4 separate regions of the Zea mays genome follow, and regions 1, 2 and 4 are each linked to region 3. Evidence: chromatin contacts called from public Hi-C data. All regions are on one chromosome and are shown on one strand. Each heading gives the region's core, a stretch centred on a gene start, on an enhancer-like site or on the middle of the called end of the contact. The rest is flanking DNA. Distances are from core to core; before and after follow the strand shown.

The links. Hi-C and Micro-C count contacts between places; a contact is called where the count stands out from the background.
Region 1: a Hi-C map of leaf shows a contact between it and region 3, with 5 times the contacts expected there. The contact joins the promoter of LOC100193759 here to the promoter of LOC100192461 in region 3. A contact is called at or near these places in 2 of 25 Hi-C or Micro-C datasets (leaf and tassel).
Region 2: a contact with region 3 is called in a Hi-C map of bundle sheath, with 7 times the contacts expected there. The contact joins the promoter of LOC100282150 here to the promoter of LOC100192461 in region 3. A contact is called at or near these places in 6 of 25 Hi-C or Micro-C datasets (bundle sheath, endosperm, leaf and 1 more) and 1 of 3 datasets of contacts at active chromatin or transcription factors (leaf).
Region 4: a contact with region 3 is called in a Hi-C map of ear, with 4 times the contacts expected there. The contact joins the enhancer-like site here to the promoter of LOC100192461 in region 3. A contact is called at or near these places in 2 of 25 Hi-C or Micro-C datasets (ear and tassel).

Annotation. Positions count from the first base shown.
Region 1 is chr4:22,922,473-22,925,530 of Zm-B73-REFERENCE-NAM-5.0, forward strand. LOC100193759 reads left to right here and starts at 1,447. Exons shown (of 1, transcript NM_001138845.1): 1 at 1,447-2,438. The coding sequence starts at 1,624. The coding sequence ends at 2,055.
Region 2 is chr4:22,829,385-22,832,504 of Zm-B73-REFERENCE-NAM-5.0, forward strand. LOC100282150 (adenosylhomocysteinase) reads left to right here and starts at 1,298. Exons shown (of 3, transcript NM_001155062.2): 1 at 1,298-2,053; 2 at 2,870-3,120. The coding sequence starts at 1,343.
Region 3 is chr4:22,484,177-22,487,275 of Zm-B73-REFERENCE-NAM-5.0, forward strand. LOC100192461 reads right to left here and starts at 1,688. Exons shown (of 4, transcript NM_001137681.2): 1 at 708-1,688. The coding sequence starts at 1,550.
Region 4 is chr4:22,949,904-22,953,050 of Zm-B73-REFERENCE-NAM-5.0, forward strand. No RefSeq gene overlaps it. Among protein-coding and RNA genes, the nearest start is that of LOC100193759, 28 kb to the left of the region's middle. Within about 2 kb of position 1,843, at least 15 of the 20 cell types and tissues checked have an H3K27ac peak or open chromatin away from gene starts, as enhancers often do. A contact at or near this core is called in ear and tassel, where this site is marked.

The sequences.
Region 1 (3,058 bases), core at 197-2,696, 440 kb after region 3:
TTAGTGCCACGTCCAAAACAAAATGTTGTGGGAATCAAGTGGGTGTTCTACAATAGGCAAGACGAGTACGGAGCGGTGACAAGAAACATGGCGAGACTTGTGGCAAAAGGTTATGCCCAAGTCGCATGTTTGGATTTTGAGGAGACTTTTGCTCCTGTAGCTAGGCTAGAGTCTATTCAAATTTTATTAGCCTATGCTACTCACCATTACTCTAAGCTCTTTCAAAAGTACGTGAAGTGTGCCTTCCTTAATGGGCCAATCAAGGAGGAGGTATACGTCGAATAACCCCTGGCTTCAGTGATGAAAGATATCCCGATCATATTTATAAGCTCTCTAGGGGCTTAAGCAAGCACCAAATATGGTATGGATGTCTTAGAGATTTTGTTATTTCTAATGCTTTCAAGATCGGAAAAGTTGATCCTACTCTTTTCACTATGACAGTTGATGGTGATTTGTTTATATTCTAAATATACGTCGATGACATAATATTTGGTTGTTCTAACCAAAAGTCTTGCGAAGAGTTTAGTAGGGTGACAGTTAAAAAAACAGGTCAGATTAATGCCTGCCAAGTAATCTTATCTCTTCAGTACACTCGGCGACGACTCTGCTAGGAGCTTGACTGCTCCGCTGGATGCTTTGAGAGAGGGATGGGAACGATGGATATTCTAAGAAGACTCGCCAGTTGACTCACCAGACATGCGAGCGTGTGGACCATACGTACTACAGTGCTCGGAAACAGACGCAAGGGCTCAGACGTGTGGCTAGTATAGTATGAACTGTCAGCTTCAGACCCACACAACTGCCTGGAAATTGCCTTGCCCTTGCAGCAACAATGGTGCTAGCCTAGTTGTGTGAAGCTAGTTGACTGATCGACTGGCTATTGGCTCTGAGAGTGTCGTGTTTGAAGATAGTTCAGGGACTCTTACACATCTGAACCGCTTGTTGCTGAAACACCCCCCTGAACTTGGCAGTTTTTATAGCATTTGCCATTTCTTTATTGTAATAATTCTTTTTATAACCTCGACACGACGGCTAATCCTTTTCATGTGAGTGATGATGGCACGAAAGCTTGAGATAATCTCAGCTCCCAGATAGGCATTTGGAGACAGCGCAATGCTCATCATTCACAACAATCCTTTTAGAGCCCATAAAACACACACACATACGAAACTCTTTTTACAAGCAAGGTCGAAAAGGTAGCTCCCGCCCGTCCACCAGGATCAAAGCACTACTTACTCTGGGTATTAAAGCCTTTTCATTGTTGTTAGTTTCGTCAAAAGAGGTGTGCCGTAAAGCAAATAACACAAGTGCCAAGTTTGTAAAGGCTCCTGCAAGCTGCAACTGGACAGGACAGGGCTGGGCTGGGCTGTGCATGCAACGTCGTCGTGGCTGGCTCTATAAAATGGGGCCGGGTAGCATCACAGGCACCGTTCCATGCCACAACAAGACCCAGAACCCACAATCTTTCTTTGTGCACAGAAAGAAGAAAGAACCTATGGCACAGTCGTCGTCCGCCTCCGTCAAGCTGCTGGTTCTGGTTGTCCTCCCTGCGCTCCTCCTGTTCCTCGTCCAAGCGCAAGGTATATAACACAGCTTCTATGCTGCTGCGATTCTTCCGGCCGCATGGTGGTGGCGGTGGCTGTGGCGGTTGTTGACCCACATGGCACGGCGGCGGTGTGGTGCGTGTGCAGGGGCTCGGCCAGCGGCGGCGAACACGACGACCCCGACCCCCGCCACCACCACCGGGTGCGCGGCGTCGAGCGTGACGGTGTCGCAGTCCAACACGGGCGACAGGGCCGGGTACGACCCGGTGTTCGAGGTGACGGTGAGCAACGCCTGCCGCTGCGCCGTCCGCGCCGTGCGCCTCCGCTCCGAGGGCTTCGCCAGCTCGGTGCCCGTGGACCCGCGCCTGTTCCGCCGCGCCGGCCGCGACTACCTCGTCGCCGACGGCCGCCGGATCGAGCCCGGCGCCGACGCGCGCTTCCGCTACGCCTGGGACCGCGCCTTCCGGATGACCGCCGCCGCCGTGCGCGACGACTGCTCCTGATGGAGTGAGTGAGTGCGGTAGCTCCTGCCTGCAACGAGTGAATTGCAGTAGCTCCTGTCCTTCGTGAGAGAGAGAGACTCGCTCTGTCGTGATCCACAGGGAATTTACCTCGGTTTTACGCTTGTTTATTAGCGCTTCTTCTTAACGTATTGGCTAGTTCGCTGGATCATACTTCGAATAAAAAAACTCCCTCTGCCGCCCGAACAAACAAAAAAGTATGTTTTTTTTTCAGTATCGTAAACAAAGTCAATGGTTCACAGTACTGTCTGTCCTGCGTCGTAGACATTGATGCTCCTCTTCTTAACTGTTTAAACTTGTTGTAATGAGCTTTCACTGTACGTTAATAACAAACAGTACTGGGGCCGGCCGATGGCATGTTGTGCTCGGTAGCAACTTTTTTGGTGCGGTGCAGAGATTTTTTTCAGGTGCCGGGAAGGAAGGAAGGAAGGGGGGAGCTTTTTGGCTGCCGCGCGCTACTTGGCAGCGAAGGAGCTTAGTGGCTAAGGCATGTGTAAATCGCCTGATGTCGACTGACTATTGTGCTGTTTGGTTCAGCTTTTTTCTGACCAGCTTTTCTGAGAATCTGGCTGTGAGGAGAATCTGGCTGTGGGGAAAATCTAAGTATTATTAGAATTACGTGCGGAGGAAGATAAAGATGTTCATAGGGCTTAGGATTTAGAAAGTGACGGATTCCTACTATTGCAACAAATCAACCGATTATATGTTTATGTTGATTTTGAATAGTTTTTACCTAAACGAATTTTATAAAAGCTGGTTGAAAGCTGACGCGTTTGGCAGTCCGCAGCAGCTTTTGGTGGCCAGAAGCTGCAAAAAGCTGAAACAAACAGGGGCTATGAGTGACCTATGGCCGTGTTTCTGCTTTAGGTGAAGGTAGATGGAATCATGCCGTGCATACTTTTGGATACGAATATGATCATCTTAAGTAGTCCGTTTGTTTAAGCGGATGAGATGACTCGGTTTTTTTTTGGATGGATGAAATTTGACCAGGAT
Region 2 (3,120 bases), core at 48-2,547, 340 kb after region 3:
ACAAAGGTTTAAACATTATGCTGATATGAGAAGGTTGCCTAGGGATTTCAAATTGAAGAAGAGGTGTTGCTCAAGTTATAGCCTACACACAACAGTCTGTGGTTAGCAAACAATGTCCAAAGTTTTCTTTTCGATATTTTGGACCATACAAGGTGTTGGAGAAAATTGGGAAGTGGCTTACAAGTTGGATCTACCAGCAGACTCTCAAATACACCTAGTGTTTCATGTGTCACAGCTAAAGCCCTTTGTGCCTCGTTATACACCGGTGTTCAAGAACCTTCCTGCTATGGTGGATCTAGAGAATGTTGAGCCAGGTAAAGTGCTAGACCGAAGATTGGTTAAGAAGGGGAATGCAACCATTACTCAGGTTCTGGTTAGGTGGACCAGTCCATCTCCAGATCTTGCAACATGGGAAGATTACCATGTCTTGAAGGCTCGTTTTCTAGCTGTTCTTGCTTGAGGAGAAGCAAGATTTGAAGGGGGATGTAAGGCCTGGTGATATTGCTACCTTTTGGTGTTAGGGTTTGGGTAGTATTTTGATAATATTTTGTTTGTAATCCATTAGTGGAATAATGACCGGTTTCTAGAAGTAGAAAGGGGTATTACACTATCGTGGTAGTAGGTGAGTTCATCCGTCCAATCTGTGCCACTGGAAGAGAGGACAGGGAGGAGTGGAGGTGCGACGACCAATGGTGGTGGCGGCGACGGCTGGAAGAGGAGAGCAAGGAGAATGAGAGAGGATGAAGCATGAATCGGGCTGTGTGACGGGAGAGCAGGTATTTTTAATTGGACCACTGTTTATTTTGAGAAATCGGAGGGTGTTTTTGCGAACCAAGTCTCGAGATGTGTCAGTATATGTATAACGTGTTTGGTTTGAGGAATAAGTTAGTCTATTATCTTCTCACTCCTCACTTTCTTGTTTGGTTTGTAAAATATAATGGTTTTATCCGTCACTATTTCCTTTATTTGGTAATAATTAGTGATAATTAAAAAAATAAGTTCATTTCACTAAATTTATAAAATAAACTCATAATGCACGAACTTATATAAAATAGATTGATTCCATCATTGGTCACCAATGTCTCAGATCCGCGCATCTCACCTGACGTCTTCACCCACCAACGGCACTCCGGTATGGCGACTCACCAACCCCCCACCAATCCCCCGCCCAGATCCGACGGCCGCTAATCGCCGCGTCCGCAAACCAACGGTCTGGCGCCGTCGTCTCTTCCCATAAAACCCTCCCCACCCCTGCCTCCCAACCGCGCCGTCTTCTCCCTCACTCCCGTTCCATTTCCCCATCTCCCAGATCCAATTCGCGAGTTCTCCCTCCTCTGCCGCCATGGCGCTCTCTGTGGAGAAGACCTCGTCTGGACGGGAGTACAAGGTCAAGGATCTCTCGCAGGCGGACTTCGGCCGCCTCGAGATTGAGCTGGCCGAGGTCGAAATGCCCGGCCTCATGGCGTGCCGCGCCGAGTTCGGCCCGTCCAAGCCCTTCGCCGGCGCTAGGATCTCGGGGTCTCTCCACATGACCATCCAGACCGCCGTCCTCATCGAGACCCTCACCGCGCTCGGCGCCGAGGTCCGCTGGTGCTCCTGCAACATCTTCTCCACGCAGGACCACGCCGCCGCCGCCATCGCGCGCGACTCGGCCGCCGTGTTCGCCTGGAAGGGGGAGACCCTCGAGGAGTACTGGTGGTGCACCGAGCGCTGCCTCGACTGGGGCGAGGCGGGCGGCCCCGACCTCATCGTCGACGACGGCGGCGACGCCACGCTGCTCATCCACGAGGGTGTCAAGGCCGAGGAGGATTACGAGAAGACCGGCAAGATCCCCGACCCGGAGTCCACCGACAACGCTGAGTTCAAGATCGTGCTCACCATCATCCGCGACGGGCTCAAGGCTGACCCCAAGAAGTACCGCAAGATGAAGGAGAGGCTTGTCGGCGTCTCTGAGGAGACCACCACGGGTGTCAAGAGGCTCTACCAGATGCAGGAGACCGGCGCCCTCCTCTTCCCTGCCATTAACGTCAACGATTCCGTCACCAAGAGCAAGGTGATTCTTGCTTGCCTTTCTTTGGATCCATTTCCTTTCAGATCTGACGTTCTTGTTGTGTGGATCTAGATCCTGCATGACTAGCAGTGTGAGATTTACTTGTTTATTGATGCCGCTGCTTTATATCTCAGTATCTCACTGCTATGGTTAAACTCTTGTGTATCTTCAGATTCGGCTGCTAGACGTTCTTGTTTATTGGTTGCTAGATGGTTAGTAATTTTTACCTAGTATTTGGATCTTCAGATCTCTGTTAGACAGGACCTGATTTTTGGGATTGATTGTAGAAGGCGAAGCATCTCGGGATATTTTAGGTCTTTTTTGTGTAGCCAGATTCGGCTGCTGTTATATGTTTGGTTCCAGTTACTTGACCTAAATCGCATTGTTGTTGTTGTGGATTTAGCGTTTCTCATTGTTGTTGTTTTCTGTTGGATCTGGATCCTGGTCTATGGTGTTGCTTATCTATCGGTCAAAATAAAAATTATTGTTAGCTACTTCAAATATTTTATACGTGTTTGGTCCATGTGATGTGTTTTGCATGTTTGGTGGATTTGACGACACTATGTCATCATAGCTAATAATTTCTTGCACCCTGTTTACTTAGTCTGTATGTAGATTTGACACGTATTTTCAGATCAATACATGTTTCGGTTAGTCTATGTATTTTTAGTGTCTTGCTGCACATTTTCTATTCTTAACTACGAATATTGAACTCTTAATTACAAATATTTTTCTTGTAAACAGTTTGACATGTTGCTAGTACCGAAATTCAACTATTAAGACTAACTAAATTGATTGATATGGTTCTCCTCTGAACAGTTTGACAACCTGTATGGTTGCCGCCACTCGCTCCCTGATGGTCTGATGAGGGCCACTGACGTTATGATCGCCGGAAAGGTTGCCGTGGTCTGCGGATACGGTGATGTCGGCAAGGGTTGTGCTGCTGCCCTCAAGCAGGCTGGTGCCCGTGTCATTGTGACCGAGATCGACCCCATCTGTGCCCTCCAGGCTCTGATGGAGGGTCTTCAGGTCCTTCCCTTGGAGGACGTTGTCTCTGAAGCTGACATCTT
Region 3 (3,099 bases), core at 438-2,937:
GCATAACAGAAGTGGGCACTACTGTGACGTTAACATGCATGGACCCAAATTTGATAAGCAATAATGTACACAAAGATGCGCAGTGTGATTTGCTAAAGCACACTAAGCACGAGTTCTCTTATATATTGTCGTCAAAGAGTAAAAATTGTTAAGACCTCGTGCAAAGGTTTCAATTGGTACGGTGACTATCTGAGTACACAGGTTCATATCCATTGAGAATAATCCAAAACACCAAAATAAATGGAACAGCAGATCTATCACCATCAAAGGAATATATTTTTACACGAACTAAAGCAAGCCAAAAATATCCATTTCCATGACTGCAAGCCACATTTTGGTATATACAAAACAAGGCAATGTAAAAAACGACAGACAGCAAGCATCCATATAAAATGTTCCTAAATCATTTAACTTGCAAAACACTCAGATCTATATTATGTGATTAAACAATCCAAGGTGATGCACAAAACGACAGACATACAGCATCCATATAAATATTCATAAACACTCAGATCTATAATATTCAGTTAAACAATCCAACATTTCGATCGGCCACCAGAATTAATTGCCTAAATTAGATCCCAAGTAGAATCTAAACCACCACATGTACCATCCATCGCCATTTCAACAGGACTGCACAACATAAAGATCCAATTTCATGGAACTAACTGGTTAATCGAGATTGTTGTAATCAATGAATGTTGTACCTGCGCGGCGACGAGCCCGCTGATGTGCGCCATGTCGCAGAGCAGCAGGGCCCCGACCTTGTCGGCGACGGCCCTGAGCTTGGCGTAATCCCAGTCCCTCGGGTACGCACTGCCACCGCAGATGATGAGCTTGGGGCGGAAGTCAAGTGCCTTCTCCTCGAGCTTCTCGTAGTCGATGTACCCCGTTGCGGCGCTCACCTTGTACGGCAGGCTCTCAAAGTAGATCGAGGTGGCGGAGATCTTCTTACCGCCGGCCGTGTAGTACCCGTGAGTGAGGTGTCCGCCGGAGGGAAGGTCGAGCCCCATGATCCGGTCGTGCGGGTTGAGCAGCGCGGTGTAGGCGGCGAAGTTGGCGGGGGAGCCCGAGTAGGGCTGCACGTTGACGCCCCAGGACGCGGCGTCAAGGTGGAAGGCAGCGAGCGCGCGTGACCGGCAGAGGTTCTCGATCTCGTCGATGACGTCGTTGCCGCCGTAGTAGCGGGCGCCGGGCATGCCCTCGGAGTACTTGTTAGTGAGCGCGGAGCCGAGCGCCTCCATGACGGCGAAGGAGGTGAAGTTCTCGGAGGCGATGAGCTCGATGCCGCGACGCTGGCGCCGCTTCTCGCGCTCCAGGAGGTCGTAGATCTCCGGGTCGGCGCCCGCGAGCGGGGTTAGCCCCCATGTGGCGACGGGGTCCATGGCGGCTGCGTCGGCGCGGGAAGAGGTGACAGGAGTGGTGGCAGCGAGGAGTGGGCGTGGGCGGGGGCGGGGGCGGAGGCGGAGGCGGAGGGAAGGACGGGGGAGGGAGGAAGGGGCGCCGGGATATATAGCGGTGGTGGACGGGAGGTGGGCGCGTGTGCACATGTGGGAGGTGGGTGGTGGTGGACTGGTGGTGTTGTTGGTGGAGGTGCGGTGCGGTGGGGTCGGTGCGAGCGAAGACGAGGTGTTCGACAGAATGCGGGGGCGGAGATTGGTGCGGTCGGAGGGGGTTGGTGTGGGCGCGAGACGCGGTCTGCTTGGTCGGGTTGGGTCTTAATGAGCTGGGCTTTGATGTGGGAACTATAGCTAGGAATCGTGTGTTCTCTTGCCTTTTGGAAAGTGCTGTGATAAAAGAATATTAGTGATGCTTATAACTTTTTAAATGACTAATAACGACTATGCTATGCATTGTCCAGTGGATTTCATCAAATTAATAAACATATGGGTCGATATGTATATATAAGTTTTTGGCTAAGCTCATTGTTAAATACACCTTTTGTAGTCAATTTCACAAAAATAAAATTTCACCACTAGGTATATTGTCGCAAACAGTCGATGACGCTACATGCACGAGCAGTGTATGAGCGTTACGCAAGCCACTGTCGCTACAGGTCCTTGCTAGTTCCATTGTTTATCCAGGGGCAGCATATAAAGTGTAATTAAATTTGAAGTTTACCTTTTTCTATGTTATTTTTATCACTAGTGAGTGTATATATAGAGAAAGATATATCCTTATTGCCAAGACGTGGTCAAAGATTCTGATCAAAAGGTCCCACGCATCTAAGTTGATTATTGACTTAGCCCTTATACTTCATATATGCCTCGGTGCGGCCGGGAGATAAGCCCTCGAAGCTCATCGCGTTCTAGGACACCTAACGGATAAACTCTCTATACCCTCATGTCCCGGGGCACCTAGGAGATAATAGCTTAGGGCCTCTTGAGCCTCGAGACACCTAACAGATAAGACTCTGGACATGCGCTTCATAGGACAAGTAAAAAGATCTCGTGTCCTCTCACGCTCCAGGGCTCCTAGTGGATAATACCTCAAAGCCTCTCACGTCCGAGGGCGCCTAACATATAAGCTCTCGAGACCCCTCGCACCTCATGGCACCTAGTGGATAATCCCCAAGGCTCCTCATGCCTTGGGCACCTAACATATAAGCCTCCAAGGACCTTTGTGCTTTGGGCACCTATTGAATAAGATCGCAGGGCCTCTCACGCCTTGGGGTGTGGATATGGCAATACACTTGGATTACCAAGGGTCGTATGAATAATAGGGACCCGTTGGGGCCATATGGGACCAAGGAGTGTCATAAAGCAATATTGTAATAGACAAATATAAAGGTACAACACATTAAATGTGGGACATGTGACACTACATGGCTTGAAACACACTACCTTACCTACAGAGCACTTGAGGGCTCTAAGTCAGGCGTGTCGCAATCCTAAGACCCTAGTAATGTGTGCACGACATACTAGGAGGTACGATGAGACAGAGGGAAGAGCATCATTAGCCTATCATATGTGGACAATGTGGATACGACGCAGAAGCTCATGACAAGACATTAATACCTACCTTAGAGGAGGGTATGGCTCATTAAGTTACCAAAGGGTAACCTCAGTAGAGGCACATTAAATACTAGGATATGTGTAA
Region 4 (3,147 bases), core at 593-3,092, 470 kb after region 3:
AGGTGTCAAAGCGCGCGGCGGCGGCGGCGGCGGCAGACTAGCGGCGGAAAGCAATGAATACGCACGGGGTCGGCGTGTACGTGCTGCTCCGCGGCGAGGTTAGCACAGCCAGGCACCGGGCAGTACGTGAAGCCTGTGTTTCGCTAGCTGGCATAGAAAGCAGGGCCGGCCCCGAGCCTATGTGTTTGGTTGCCCGTACTAGGAGAGCCAGACTCTTTAGACGCATTGACTATGGATCAGCACGTGTTTGGTTTGTTGTCCGTATGATTGGATGGGTGTTTGCGCGCAGCCTGGCTCACGGCAGCCTGGTCTGCCGCATACGAGCGATTTTTGCGTTTCTGCAGATGCAATTAAATAAGCCTACAATGCACCGGTGCGTGCGAGTTCGGCCTCCTAGATACAACAAACCAAACACGTGCTGATCCATAGTCAATGCGTCTAAAGAGTCTGGCTCTCCTAGTACGGGCAACCAAACACATAGTGTATCTAGGAGGCCGAACTCGCACGCACCGGTGCATTGTAGGCTTATTTAATTGCATCTGCAGAAACGCAAAAATCGCTCGTATGCGGCAGACCAGGCTGCCGTGAGCCAGGCTGCGCGCAAACACCCATCCAATCATACGGTATGTGAATGCAAGGGAGGCGACGGCCGGGGCCCAAAATTATTAGGGGCCTAATATTTAGTATCTATAACACTATATAATACACTAGTTTATACTTTACAAAACTCATTCAATCAAATAACCCACACATCTGTAATATTTACGAAATCCATCAAACAAATTGCACTCATATTTAACATAACATCAAAATTAACGGTTTATATCGTGAAATAACATCATCTATTTTTCTCACTCAAATCTAACGAACAGTAGTATTTGATCATCCTTTGGCCCTCCTCTCCTCGCGTTCCCACCGCCATCAATCCATCCCCTCGTGCTACCACCGTCATCGTCCACCCCTCTCCTCCTCTTCACAGGAACATAGCGTTAGTACGAGTTATATGCTAGTAGTACAATAATATAGGTAACCAACAGGACGGGAGGGCTAAGCACACGAATGCACCACGCACACGGACAACGTGGCACGCGTTGCCCACTGCCTAGTCGTCACGCTCACGTCCCAGAGCGTCTATGAGACCACACTCTCAACGTGATCATCGTTCGCCATCTCGCCGATCCAACCCTCTAGAATTCCAGGGAGCTGGGCACCACTGCGCTAGCCTCCAGACACGCATGGTCGAGCAATCATAATTTAAGTTATTCGGCGATCGTCATTCTTATTTTTCAACCTGCGAAGTGCTAATTTGTATCAATGTATATTATCTAGCTTCTTAGATTTTTTTAAAAAAACTAATTTCAATACACATCATCATTTATTTATGAAGTATTAATATGTTCTGCTGCATAATATAGAATTTTTTTATAGTCTAGAGGGCCTACAACGATGAGTTCGCATGGGGGCCCTCAAAATCATAGGACCGGGGCTGATAGAAAGCCAACGTTAGAGAATTCACTTGTTACTGTTTGGTTAACGAAATATAACGTAAATGATAACAATAATTATTCACACTCGAGCATAAGTAATAGTAGTAACAAGTTTAAATAGATCGATATTATTTTTAGTGTGATATCTTATCACGTTTGAACTTAAATAAATATGATCTAACGTTACAAGTTAATAGTAAATACGTAAACCCAAACGGCACCTAAGATTAAATCGAATGAACACGTCAATTTGCTTGAACACGTGACTAGGTGAGCGGAACATACGAGACCATCAGCCCGACCGACATGCAGGAGGCTCCATCACACGCCAATGACCAACCACACGGCGACACATGTACGTCTGTTTACTGTAGGTCATATAATTTGCAAGCTGTGCATACACATACCCAGCTAGTGCTGCAACTTGGGCCGTGCCGTGCCGGCCCGGCACGAGCCCGCCGTGCTTCGGGCCTCAGTTAGTCGGGCCTAGCAAGCACGAAATAGAATCGGGCCGTGCCTTACCGGGCCTGGTGAGTAAAAATAAGGCCCAGCACGGCCCTAAAACACGGTGGGCTTTCATCGGGCCGTGCTAGCCCAGGCACGGCACGCTCGTGAACTCATCCGCAGAGGGAGAAGACGTGGACGCTGCGGCTGCGCTCTAGCTCGTGGACGCTGCCGGCTGCGACGGCGCTCCAGCGGTCTCCAGCGGCCAGCCTCCAGCACCAGCAGAGGGAGAACCGGAGAAGGCGTCGGCCTCCAGCACCAACCGAGCAAACAACGAGAGAAAGGAACGAGTAGCTGGAATCCACGATCACCGGCCAGCCATGGAGTTGAGCAGCTCGTGAACTCATCCGCCGCTGGCCGCTGGAGCCGGAAGCTGGGCGGCTAGGCCGCTGGGCGTGCTGTAGATGAATAGATGGCGGCGGCCGACGGAGGGGAGTGGTAGGAAACAGGAAACCCTAATCGCGTGCGGTAGCCGTTAGATGAATGACCGAATGAGCCTGCGTAACTGGATCTGCGGTGTGCGGTGAATCACCGTGCTGTTTCGTGCCGGGCCGGCACGAACCCGGCCCACAGCGACGTGCCGGGCCTCGTAGCACGACGGGCTGACATTTCAAGCACGGCCCAGCCCGCGATTCGTGCCGTGCTAGCCCGATTTTAAATCTGCCGTGTCGGGCCGTGCTTTGTTTCATTTTTCGCGGGTCGTGCTCGGGCCGGCCCATTGGGCACGGCCCAGACTTTCAGGACTGTACCCAGCTATTCCAGATGTTGCAATAGTAGTAGTGTCATCAGGTGGTTAGCTAGTGGATCGAATCATTAAAGATACAATTGGACCTTTGGCTTTTCAGGGCATGTACAGTGGTGTTTAATGTGGGGGCTCTTAAAGTGTTTTAGTGGGTTATTTGCAAAAAAAAACTTAGAGCCGTCTCTCCGTGAAGAGACGCCTCTGGCTCGTAAACCAAGTAACAACAGACGCCTCACTTCCCACTGTACGAATTTGTCGTCTGTTCTATCGATCTGATGCTATACAAATACATTTAATTCTGTATTTATTAATAGACTACGTTTAGAGACACTCCATTGTATAATAGAGTCTCTTAGTTGTCTTCTGTGGTTGGAGAACCGTTTTGGTATCTCTTCACTGTACATGCCCTCATTA